Regions from separate parts of the Danio rerio genome. Here region 1 is linked to region 2. A link is a contact called in public Micro-C data. All regions are on one chromosome and are shown on one strand. The core of a region is the stretch at or near the end of the contact, and the rest is flanking DNA. Distances in the headings are between cores, read along the strand shown.

The links. A called contact is a pair of places that touch in the nucleus more often than the background predicts.
Region 1: a contact with region 2 is called in a Micro-C map of caudal fin, with 8 times the contacts expected there. The contact joins the promoter of pcf11 here to the promoter of arhgap42a in region 2. A contact is called at or near these places in 4 of 18 Hi-C or Micro-C datasets (caudal fin, embryo, fibroblasts and 1 more) and 2 of 4 datasets of contacts at active chromatin or transcription factors (caudal fin and embryo).

What each region holds. Positions count from the first base shown.
Region 1 is chr21:24,334,815-24,341,116 of GRCz12tu, reverse strand. pcf11 (PCF11 cleavage and polyadenylation factor subunit) reads right to left here and starts at 3,676. Exons shown (of 16, transcript NM_001007307.1): 1 at 3,328-3,676; 2 at 1,398-1,523; 3 at 994-1,176; 4 at 736-894; 5 at 1-531. The coding sequence starts at 3,495. ddias (DNA damage-induced apoptosis suppressor) reads right to left here. Exons shown (of 3, transcript XM_021469075.3): 3 at 2,262-6,302. The coding sequence ends at 4,937.
Region 2 is chr21:24,192,842-24,198,897 of GRCz12tu, reverse strand. It overlaps arhgap42a (Rho GTPase activating protein 42a), which reads right to left and starts at 2,367. Exons shown (of 24, transcript NM_001202443.2): 1 at 1,971-2,367; 2 at 959-1,054. The coding sequence starts at 2,124. fbxo40.2 (F-box protein 40, tandem duplicate 2) reads left to right here and starts at 4,072. Exons shown (of 4, transcript XM_689616.9): 1 at 4,072-4,114; 2 at 4,317-4,350. The coding sequence starts at 4,348.

The DNA of each region.
Region 1 (6,302 bases), core at 2,427-4,926, 140 kb before region 2:
TTCATCCCTATCTTTTTTCTCTGAGCTTCTTTTCTTCTCTCGAACATCTTCATCTTTTGAATCCATCCTTTCATGCATCTGCTTATGTAGCCTTGGGTCCTTTTTGTTGACTTCAGCAGACTTAGATTGTTCAGACTCCAATCCTCTAGGTCTTACAGGCATCACTTTTCCAGATGGCAACATAGACTTGGATTTAGACTTTTCTTCAACAGCAGAGTTATCCTTTTTTGGAATTCTCAACTTATCCAACTTAGCCGGTCTTTCAGATGAGGCTTGTCCTCTTTTTTCTGGAGCATTTTGAAAGCTTGGTGCAGCTGGACTCTCCTTTTTATGCGTCACTTGTTCTTTTGGATTTACAGCTGTTGTACCAGATCTGTTTAATCTAGGATCTCTGGTTGACAATTTTTCTGATGGGGCAGGAGGCCAAGATTTGGTCTGCGGAACAGGAACCGTTGGATTAACCTTTGGTGAGGCATTGAAACGGACTGGAGCACTGGCATGATGATTTAAAGCCAGAGATGGACTGGCAGCCTATAGGATACAAAAATAAATACATAAATACATTTATATTGAAAGTGTATTTTAGACATTCATCAATCACAATCAAGATTTTCTGCCCAACTGTAATAGACCAACGTAAGTCACAGCAAACATTGTGCAATTCTACAACAGCAAAAACGAACATGCAGTGCTTTCCAGTTCATTAAGTTACAAGCACATGGCCATTTAACTCACCAACTGAGCTTTTGTTTGTTCAAGTTCAAGCTCTATCTTCTTTTGCTGAAGTTCTAACAACTGCTTTTGCTTTGCAAGCAACTGTTGCCTTATCAGCTGCTCTTGAGTCAAGCTTGGTGTTGGAGGTGGTGGTGTAGGCTTCGGGGGCGTTTCTTCAGTCTAAGCAAAGACAAAGGTATACATTTCAGATAAAAAAAATTTTAAAAAACAGCGGAGCTCTTTCCATGACGGATGATAGTCAGTACTAAAAATGCTTACCGGTTTTAAAAATTTGGGGTTGACATGAATGCTGGCATTCACATTTGGTGGCAATGGTTTAATGGGCCATGCAGGATCTACAGAGTTCACACGCACATCAAGTGCATATAGTTTCTTCAAGGGGAAAATTTCATCCCATGTAGAACGCAATTTGAAGAGACTTTTTCTAGTGCCCTCATCAACCTAAGGTGAAAAAAAGAAAAGGGGGGAAATATCTGACTACTCCATGTTTTATAAAACACTGACAATACCACTTTGATTAGAAAAAATACATTTGTTATTACGATTAACATTAAACTACAAATGTGAAAAATTTTTAAGTAATTTAAATGAGGGAAAAAAAAAGAGCACATTATGCTCAATCAGGAATTACACCATGGACATAAACTCAAAGAATTATGTACCTTTTCAAATACACAAATAAAGGAATTGACTAGGTTCTTAGCAAACACTTCAAGGTAAGCCCCTCCAACATTCTTCACTATGGAATCCACTAAGTACAAAACTGGAAGCTTCTCAACAGGAGGTGCCTAAAGTGATAGAAAACTGACAAGTTTAGAAAACAACATGGAGAAAATACACAACTACATTGATTTAGATAGTGGAGGTTATAAAATGGCTGGAATAAGAATACTGGCACAAAAAAAAACTCAAGCTGAAGTCCATCGTTTTGCTGAAAATCCTCAGAGATCAAATGAAAGGAGAAGAAAAAGTTTTCAGATGATGCAAAAAAAAAAAAAAAAATCTATGTCCAAGGAAGAAAATTAGGGAAAAGGGACAATCTTCCTCTGTGTTCAGTCTTCAAGCTCAGTCCATCAAGTAGGAAAATGTTTTGTTAGGTTGTCAATACAATTCAGTTTGTTTTTTGACTTTATAAACCCACCAAAGTCTCAGTTGACTATAGAAAGAAGCCCTTTCAGATTTCACTTGTGTTTTTGTTTCTTGGCCATGAATCCAACTCTAGGATCCATTTAAACCAAAGTTAAAATTAGTCTTCTTATTGGTGAAAAAAGCAGCATTGGATGTTAAAAGTTTTAGTTTGAGTCCAGAAAAAAAAAAAGTTCAAGCTGTGATGATCATGCCCCAGTGCAGTTTTTGTAAAATTCCTTCGTTTCTTTTTTTCAAAGTAATTTAACACATTCATTTTTTGATAAGTTTTCAGAAAGAACAATGCACCAATGCAAATGTCTTTGTATTTAATGTCAGACTGCAATTAACATAGCAAATGTATTACCAGAAAAAAATACACTAGGAAATAAAGACAAAAGGACATTTCACATGGTTTATTGTCACAGTTATATACCATTTATTAACATTGCAGCAAAGGATAGAAAAATTACTCAGCAATCTAACACCCCAATCCCTTTATTAGTTCAAGTACAAAGCAATTTTAATGGCGCACATTTGAATTAAAGACTTTAAATCCGTTTTCACGGAGCAGCTATTCTATCTAGTGTAGGACTTCAAATAAATTGAAAACAAACAAGAGTAAAAAAAAAATTTCACTAGCTTTTCAAAAAAACACCCAGCCATCAGTATACATAGGCGGCAAACCACGTGCACCAGCTGGTGAGATGACAGAGCTACAGCAATGAGTATGCAAATACGTCTTTCTGATTGACTGCAAGCTGAAAAGTGGGTTTATACCAACAAATGTAATCATTTCATTTAAAATTAATATGCGAGCAAAACTGTAAAGAACAAAACGGCGATTCGAGTCATTGGGTTGATTACGTAATCCTGGAATTTCACATATCGTTTTACTGTTGATACATTATCCATACGTTTAACGATACATACCATTAATAATTCTCGGTTAATTATATAAATACACAGAAACACATAACATAATATAATGAATAATCAGTAATAAAATTAAAATCAAATTGGTGTGAACAGTAATTAGCGTAACGTGGAACGTTGGGTTTCGATCATTATCCTATAATCTGATTGAGAATGTATACGTGGATTATTAACTTCACTGTGCGTCAACGCTAACGTAAAATCCGACTTTGTGAACAGCTGTGACCCAACAAACAGATAAACATGCGGTTTAACTGGCCTAATTTGTAAAAATGTTACTTTGAGTCACAAAAATAGGACACCCTTATAACAAACACAAAAGTAGTGTATTCGGAATTTGATCATTATTAACTACAACACAACGACAAACCTTATGTTACGTCCATTTACACAATGTGGTTAGCGAACTAACGTTAGCCGTGTTGCCGCCATGTTACAGGCCTCATGTCATGTCGTCATTGAACTAACTGGCCACATTCGCGCTAATAGACGATGACTGAAACAAAAAAATAAATCTATTTTCATAAAAACCTTGGCAATTTGTGCTTCAATTATTGCGACGATATCCTTGGTGAACTGGATGTTTTCCTCGGCTAGAATGGTGAGCATGTTGATGTGCGGTTTGCTGTTGAAAGTCAGATCTTCCAGCGAGGACTGATACTCGCGGCAGGCGTCCTCCCTCGCACCGTCGTCCGACATCTTTGAGCCGTTGAGTCGCCACACAAATTAAACTTTTATACAAACATAACTCGCAACACAGTCCACTTAAACATCTGTATTTCCTTTTAGTTCCCTCTGTGCGTCGAATGCTGTGCCGAATCTCCTCGCGTCTTGCTTTTGTGTAGCTGACGATGTTGCTTCAACTGCGCTTTGCAAAATGTCCGTCGTACTTTAGCAGAGACTGCGCGTCATCTGAAATGTATTTATAGTTGAACGCGCGTCACTGATTTCTTATTGGCTGCTCTGAAACGATCGATTTTGATTGGGTGGTGAAGACTTTGCGCTCAATGTCATTGGCCATAAGAGCACTACTGTTTTAAACAACAGCCTATCAGAATTTAATAATTACATAAATCAACAAAATCACAACAGGGAGTACAATGTAGTCATCACCTTGAAACTGAAGCACGCTTGGATAATTTGCATCGAATGGAGGTTCATTGGGTTTAAATCATAATATAACAATAGACAGTTAAAATGTAGACAGTTTAATTATTAACTCATGATGTATAAATACACAGGACCATAAATTATGTGTATTTTAGTCACCTAACATCTTTTTTTGGGAATAAAAAAAAAACATTTAAATTCTAATTGGAAAATGGACTCCAGGTATTGGAAAAAAACTTCAAACTGAAGAGGGGGGGGGGTCATATTTTGTATCTCTTGTTTTTTCCTCATTATTAAAGTTCTATTTAATATTTTTTTCTAACACGCCTGTAGCCAGCCTGGTGAAAGAGGTGGTTCCTTTTTCTTAAAATATAGACCTTTTTGCAGTTACTAGCCTCATATACTTTTAAAAAAAATACTTTTTAAGTGCAATTTATTTTTTGCTGGATTAGCTTATCGGATGGGCATAATCACTAAACTTTTTGATGTACAAAAAATATTTCCTAAAGATTTAGAAGAAAAAAGGAGAATAATATTTTTTTTTCAAGTACAAATTCATTACATCATATATCATAAGAAAAAAATGATACGGTTCGAGTTTGAAATTAAAAACTAGCCTATTGTCATTTATTAGGCAAACACAAACTCGCCAGCACATTCAACTTTCCTCAGTCATGCTGATGCAACAGCCAAAAGAGGATTCTGCTTTGTCGTAAAGCCTCCTTCTATGGTTATATTCACAATTTATTATGGCATAGCAGTCAAAATAGGACAAATGATTTATGTATATTGTTATACATATTATTGTATAGGATCCTATAGAAAAGATTAATAAAAAAAAAGAGATCTGTAAAAGGTGTACTCATTTATTCTGGGCAACGTGTGTGTGTGTGTGTGTTTGTGTGTGTGTGTGTGTGTATTATAAATCATTATAAATTCATGTTCATACAGTTAATTAACAAAATAATCAGCAAAAAAATATTTAAATTCCAACTTAATTTATAAATGTATAAATAACCTCAATTTCAATTCAAAAAGAATTTTCAAAAAGATCTCTGGACCACTCAGTTGCAGATAAATTACACTTCGTATTCTCAATACATTCATCATTTGGCATCTGATCAAATTTCAGTCTTTTATCACTTAAACACAGATCAGTAGTCTTAGTTTTAAACTCACATTTAATGGAGCACAGTGAGCCTACACGTTTTCGGCTTCTGCCAGTTTTAGGGCCACATGAGTGCTGAAAATGAGAAACAGGGGTGGACTGTAAACATGGTGAAAAAAGCAGGGGACCAGAAACCCCAGGCTCTAATGTGTTGACACTCCTCTGTTCATTTACTTTAGAAATCTCTGTCACATCCGAAAGGTTCATGTCCATACCGCTTTGACCAGAAGCAAACAAGTCTACAGAGCAATTGTATTTATCCTCATGGTCATCAAACACAATCAGTTCCTGCTTGACTTTGCAGTTTACAGAATGGAGCTCACTTTGTGTGCAGTGCCTGAAATATTTGCCCTTTTCATGGTTTACTGAACAAAAAGCCACAGAGGGGCTGTTGGGTATTTTTCTGTTTAAACAAAGTTCTTTTTTGTTAGAAAATGACAATCTGTTATTTGCAGAGCTAAAAGGCTCTCCTTTTAGCCTTGAGGAAGTGGTTGTGAGAAACCTAGGAATTTCATAGGGGTTCAGTGTAGTTTCAGGATTTTCTAAACAGTCATTTTCACAACTCTCTTTTCGTTCAATGATGTTCACACTGCACATTGGTGGCGTCAGATGTTCTCCACAAATTGGCATTTGTATGCTCACTGAACTGTCAATCTGACAGCATCCGTTTTGCTCTTGAATCCCTTTATCTTTTTCACCTGCACTGCACTCCCTTGTTTCAATGATCTCTGATATCGGAGGTTCAACAAAATCTTGCAAGCTTTCAGATAAAGGTGCATCCTCTAAATTTAAACTTAGATCTTGACCAGAATGACTATAAAGTGCTTTCTCATCAACACGTGCATCAAGATTTTCCACAGGTACAGTTCTTACAAGGTGCTGTGTGGATGTAGTTACTTCATAATCTCTTTGGCTAGAAAAGGTGCTCAGTGGATTGACAGCATCACATGCAGTGGACATGTTAAAATGTGCTGATGAATCAAACATATCGCAGCTTGAGGAAAAAGAATTTCTGTGATTGTTCTGTGTTTCATCCTTCAGTTTTTCATGCTTCGGCTGATTTGTTTCACTTGTTCTGCATTTACTTGTTCTTGTCTCTATATTTGGTGAAGCAATATTATCACAAACTCTGGACTGCTGTAAAAACTCATTATTTAATTCTGCTGGAAGAAAGCGTAATCCAGGTGATTGCCACACCTTTGAGATTGTGAACTCTTGACTGCTTGGT
Region 2 (6,056 bases), core at 1,118-3,617:
ATGATAATATAAAGCAAATCCCCAACAAACTGTATAACAAATATAAAATCAACACATGACAAAAAAACCTCTCCGTTTAAGCGAGTCTGCATCATACATTTGTGCCGTTTAATTACAGTGTGATAAATGCCTTTAATCTGACACTTTGCACAGGAATTATAGTGCTGTATTTTAATAACAACCCTTTTATAGACCTTTTTGAGGGATGTAAACAATAACAATGGTCCTAATCTATTTACTGTTTTACATTTTTTACTTCTTCAGCTTACAAGAATCCAAAAAGGTCCACATATTGATAAATAATGTTATGATAGCTATTTAAATGCTAAGTAATGATTTAATTGCATCTTGTTACAGTTATGAAATAGCTTGATAACAAGCAGCGAATGTTCGTGGGCCAATGGCAACATCCCATTGAAATGGTCTATACGGGGTAAAAATGGCAGAGGAATAGCCTAAAGATTTGACTTTACACTAATATACTTATTGTGTTCATATTGTATTGCAGAACACTGGTGCTACTGAGGTGGGATGTGATATTAGGTTAGGGACAGGTTTTGTGGTATGAGGGTGGGTTAAGGTGTAATGGGTCAACAGCATAATGATAAAAGTATTTACAAAAATTTATTACAGGCCTGTAAATAACTTTATAACATAAATACAATTCCTAAACATTTTCGTAATAAATGCATTGTACCAAATTATTAATTAAAATGTAAGTACATAGTAATTAAGACAACTTAATTCTCCATGTGTCTATGTGTATTTTCTAGATGTCTATGGGAGTTAGGATCCTGCTTTTTTTAGGTCTGACAACGTTTACTGCCAACCAACTTTCATTGTGAGAGCAGCTCAAACATTTTGCAAAACTTCACAATTTGAGATGCATGAATAAACCTGGATAAACTACATCAAATGCACATATAATTAACATCTTGGTTACTTGCTAATTACTTACCAATGTTAATCTCATCATCGGTCTCAGCATCTCCAATGCATTCAAACTGGAAATCCTGAAGCGACTGGGAGAATTTCTGCACAGCTGCAGAAAGACCTGTTCAGAAGACAACAGAGTTATGTGATGGAGCTTTACTGCAATTTCAGCATATTTACATCAACTTACTCATTACTAACAATTTGTTTGGTCAAACGGGAAGGACATGACCTCACAAATACTCAATTAAAGACTTAGTTCAAAGTCCTTTTTTGGGAAGACATTCACTGCCTTTTGTTTGGCACAAAAGCCAGAAGGAGCCTTCAGCTGGACTGCTTTGTGGCAGAGAATAAAGGATAAAGTTGTGAAAGAGAACACTGTTGAAACTAACAAAAAATAGTCAGTGCTGAATGGACTTGAGAAGTTCAAAGACTAAGACTAGTGCAAAAAAAAAACATATCTAGAGGGAGGCAAGGAGGAGCCATGTTAGCGAAGTGGCTGATAACAGCATATCTAGTAGAGACTCGTCTTCTTCTTGATATCATATCAGATCCCAGCTGGGTGAATAACCAGGCGTTTGATGATGAAACATGCACACACACCACAACCCCGGCCTGAACATGCTCACTTCTAAAACCTGCTAGATATTAGAGTTGATAAACACAGGTTAATTAAAAGCAAAGTGTAAGACAGAGAAGGCTCATTTACACACTTTTCTAAATCTGTAGTTTCACTAATTTTGATGAAATATCTACAGTAGGTGTTTAACAGGGCAAAAGGTCAGGCACTACAAAAGTTCCTTTCTTTTTAGAAAACACAAACCCATTCAACTACACTGCTCTATCTAATCTACATCAGTGCTTTGAATTCTCACTTTTCCCCTCACACGGTTAAAGTAAATAAAAACTAGCAAAAATAGTTCAAATAATGTAACAACAATAACTAGAGAAAAAAGAATTAAAGTCAGATCACGTGTGAGTTAAATCTCAATACATCACTTACTTTTCAAAACACACATACACGACCTGTAACTTACTTTTAAGCGCACTGATAAGCATATTTCCATCTTTGATTAGTTCCTTGATGAATTTATTGGTACGATCCAGTTCAATTTCGTGGCATTTGAGTCGCTCTCTGAAGTCAGGACTGTCCAGAAAAGAGTCGCTGAATTCCAGCGCCGGGAGCCCCATTGTAAACGTCCGGATGAATGAAACGGTGAAACAAAGGCTGACGAACACAAGCTACCGGAAAAGCTTTGATTCTCGGGGAAAGTAGGTTTCTTGATAGTGTGAACTTTCAACGGTTACGAGTCCCGAAACTCTGTATCCCGAAACCCCACTTCCGGCATTCTGTTTCCCTGCTGGATCACGGAGAGATTGAGCAGAGCAGAGGGAGAAAGGGAGGCTCGCGGTGACTCCTACTGGTCTGATCCCGCTCACCTACAGGACGACATCAGGACATGATTACACCACTGAGCTGCTGCTGCTGGGTTTACTTTTTAGGCTACTACACCCTCCTGGGGTCACTTTGTAGAAGTTGTATGAGCCTGTGTACTATGAAATACATATAGCCTATTTTGTAACTGAGGTTCAAAACTCTTGATTTTTTTATATTATATTATATTATATTATATTATATTATATTATATTATATTATATTATATTATATTATATTATATTTATTATATTATATTATATTATATTTATTATATTATATTTATTATATTATAACTTATTATTACTTTAGATGGTTTAGGCATAAAAATAAAGCTAGAATCCTATTTTCTTATTTAAATATATATGGGCAAATATGTTTTGAAATGTGTTTAATATCTTTTTAAAATATATAAGAATATCCAAAAATTACCAAATAATATTGACACATTATTAGAATATTACAAATATTATTTACATAAATATATTATTTAAAAACATATTTTTTAAATTATATATATTTTAGATGTTTTATATATTTTGAAATCATTCATTCATTCATTTTCCTTCAGCTTAGTACCTTTATTTAACAGGGGTCGCCACAGTGGAATGAATCGCCAACTTATCCAGCATATGTTTTAAGCAGCCATACCCATACACACCCATTCACACAAATACACGTTGGCCAATTTAGTTTATTCATTTCACCTATAGCACGTCTTTGGACTGTGAGGAAGACCAGAGTACCTGGAGGAAACCCATGCGAATACGGGGAGAACATGCAAATAGCACACATAAATGCCAACTGACCCAGTCGGGACTCAAACTAGCGACCTTCTTGCTGTGACCCGACAGTCTAACCACTGAGCCACCGTGCCGCCCTGAAATATATTTAAATATATATATATATATATATATATATATATATATATATATATATATATATATATATATATATATATATATATATATATATTATTCCCTCTAAAATTAATTTTGAATATGTGATAAATATATTTGAAAATATATTTTAGGTTCAATAAAATTCATTGCTAATTCTAGATTGTTCAAAATAAATAATTATTTTGTTTTAATATTTGGCCAAACTGCACATCTATTTTCTGTGCAATCAAAGTATGGCTAAAAACAAGGCAGATCATTTTGTATTATATGTCGCATGTTAGTCCTGGACCAACCCTACAGCCCCTTATAGGATAGGCAGTTTGATAAAAGGATGTATATTTGGACATCCCTAAACCTTGAGATGAAGTCAAAGTAACATTATGAGCATCACATGACAAAAACATTATTAACAAAACATAAAAAAAGGTCAATATCAAAAGTATGATAAAGAACACATTTTTTGTCCAGCTATCAAAACTGTTACCTAAATAAATAACATGTGCATGTGAAGCCCAGTCCTCCAATCCAAAGGGAATGACTGCCATCTGGTGACCCACTCATGAAACATTACAATTTTTTTTTTCTTTGGAAAAACTCATTCTGCTAATCTGCTGTCCTCTGTTTGACCTCAGCATGGTGATTTTAATTAGAGTAAGATAGACAAAACAGATAGCCTTTTATTTGAAGAAAATGATTGTCTGTTTTTATACAGTATATCTACAGGTCATGTAATTTGCTACTGGCAGTTGAGGCTACTATTTTTAACATGACCCACAATCCTGTTCTTTAGAAAGGTCTCTTGGAACAAGCCGGGGAACTTCTTGAGACATGGTTCGCCCTTTAGGTAAGCTGTTTGGTAACTGTTTATATAACGTTGTTTTTGTCAGTGCTGTCTGCAAATGCTTACCCTTAGCTGTACTGCAAGGTCTTATTAAAACAGGTAAAATGTTAAATAATTTACTAATGCATTAAGGGAAACTGTGCTATAGTTTATCAATGCATGTGTACTGACATTTTAATGAATTAGATACTACTCTTTTTTTCAGAAACTGTTGTTGTTCACTGCTTCAGATAATAATGGTATGTTCAATTTATTTTTTCATTACTTAAATATTGGTAAAAGTATATGTGTAAATTTCAATTACACAGTTGTATTATGATGGATTGGAAACCGAAATGCAGTTATCATTATAATGAAATGAGGAAAAACAAATAAAAATTAACATACTAGTTTCAATAAAGTAGTAACATGTAAGACTGTTAACTATATTCATAAAAGTTGATTCAAAACCATTTGGTCTAAACTCAGTCTATTTCTTCTGTTAATTGTACCAGAAGTATTGATGACTCATCCTGCACTCACGGTCACGTCCAAACTTTTGTCCAATCAGATCTGCTTTTTAGTGAGAATGACCCAATAAATTTTACAATTTAAAAAAATGAAAAATAATTTGAGAAATTGATTCTGCATCGATTCTGAGGGTGCTTTCACACACGTGGATCGATTATTTTGTTCTGAAACAGGAATTAAAATTGTTACAATGTTCTTTTTTGTTTTTGGTGCAGTTTGCATTCACATGGTAACATTTCTAAACGGACCAAAAGTGCTAAAACGAGCCACTTGTGTGTAACTCCCCTCACGTTGGTCAGAGTTTCACAGTTTATTTTGCAGAGTCCCGCTCAGCTGTCTTTTTTTTGTTTATGGCAATGAGCAATAAGACATTATAAGCATAAAGCTGCGCTTTAATTTTAAATTGGTGACACCCACAAACATTGTCACCAAATATAAATCAGAGGTAAGACTCTCTCATAGCAGTTGGTTTATGCATTATAGGCTTTACATTATAGAGAGAAATAACAGATAAACCAAGACTGCAGTTCAGTCCATTTATTTTCCTACCGGATAAACAGCTCTCGGTAAAAGTTGACATGTTTTCACTTTCATATTTGACATGAAATGCACATTTACTGGTAGGAATGATGACATCCCGCCCTACTCATAATTTTCTCTTCATATAACCGTAAATATGCCTAAATATCTATAATACTCTGTGATATAGCCTGGTTCAGATCGTATTGCTTTCTCACTACAATCGATCCACTCCAGAGTTTGTTTCAATCGAGCCGAGACTACCTCATTCAGGTGATCACGGACCAACTGTTTTGGTGCAGATCAGAGCACGATTGCAGAATTCACATAAGCCAACCAAACCGCACTAACTGGGGAAACACGCCAGGTTCCGAAACAAGAGTCTAGGTGTAAAAGAACCCTGAGATTTTCAAAATGCACCACTCTTCTCTCAATTCAATTCAAATAAAGGGTGCTTTCAGACTGTGGTTCGGTTTATTTGGTCTGAACCAAGGGCAACAAACTATACATTGTAGCATTTTTTTGCCTTGTTGGGTCCTGTTCACTCCACACCGATTGCTTTGGTCCGAACCAGTTAAAAAGAACCAAGATGCAAAATCAACCAAAATCCACATCACTTAGTGGCCAGATGTTATTGAACGTATTTCCTAAACTGCTTTTTGATTGGTCAGAATTAACGTGCGGGAAAATGCCAATGGAACTCCCACAGGTAAACAAACCAGCAGACACAAAATGTTTTTTTACTATAGATGGACGACTGCGCTGGCTGATTGTATCCCTGCTCATAGTATACTATATATTTTGTATATGTCACTTTAGACAAACTATACATCTTGAGAATGAAGCACAGCTACAGCTGGAAAACAATGTTTTAATGCATTGCAAACTTCATTATGTTCATACTGAGTTGTGTTCA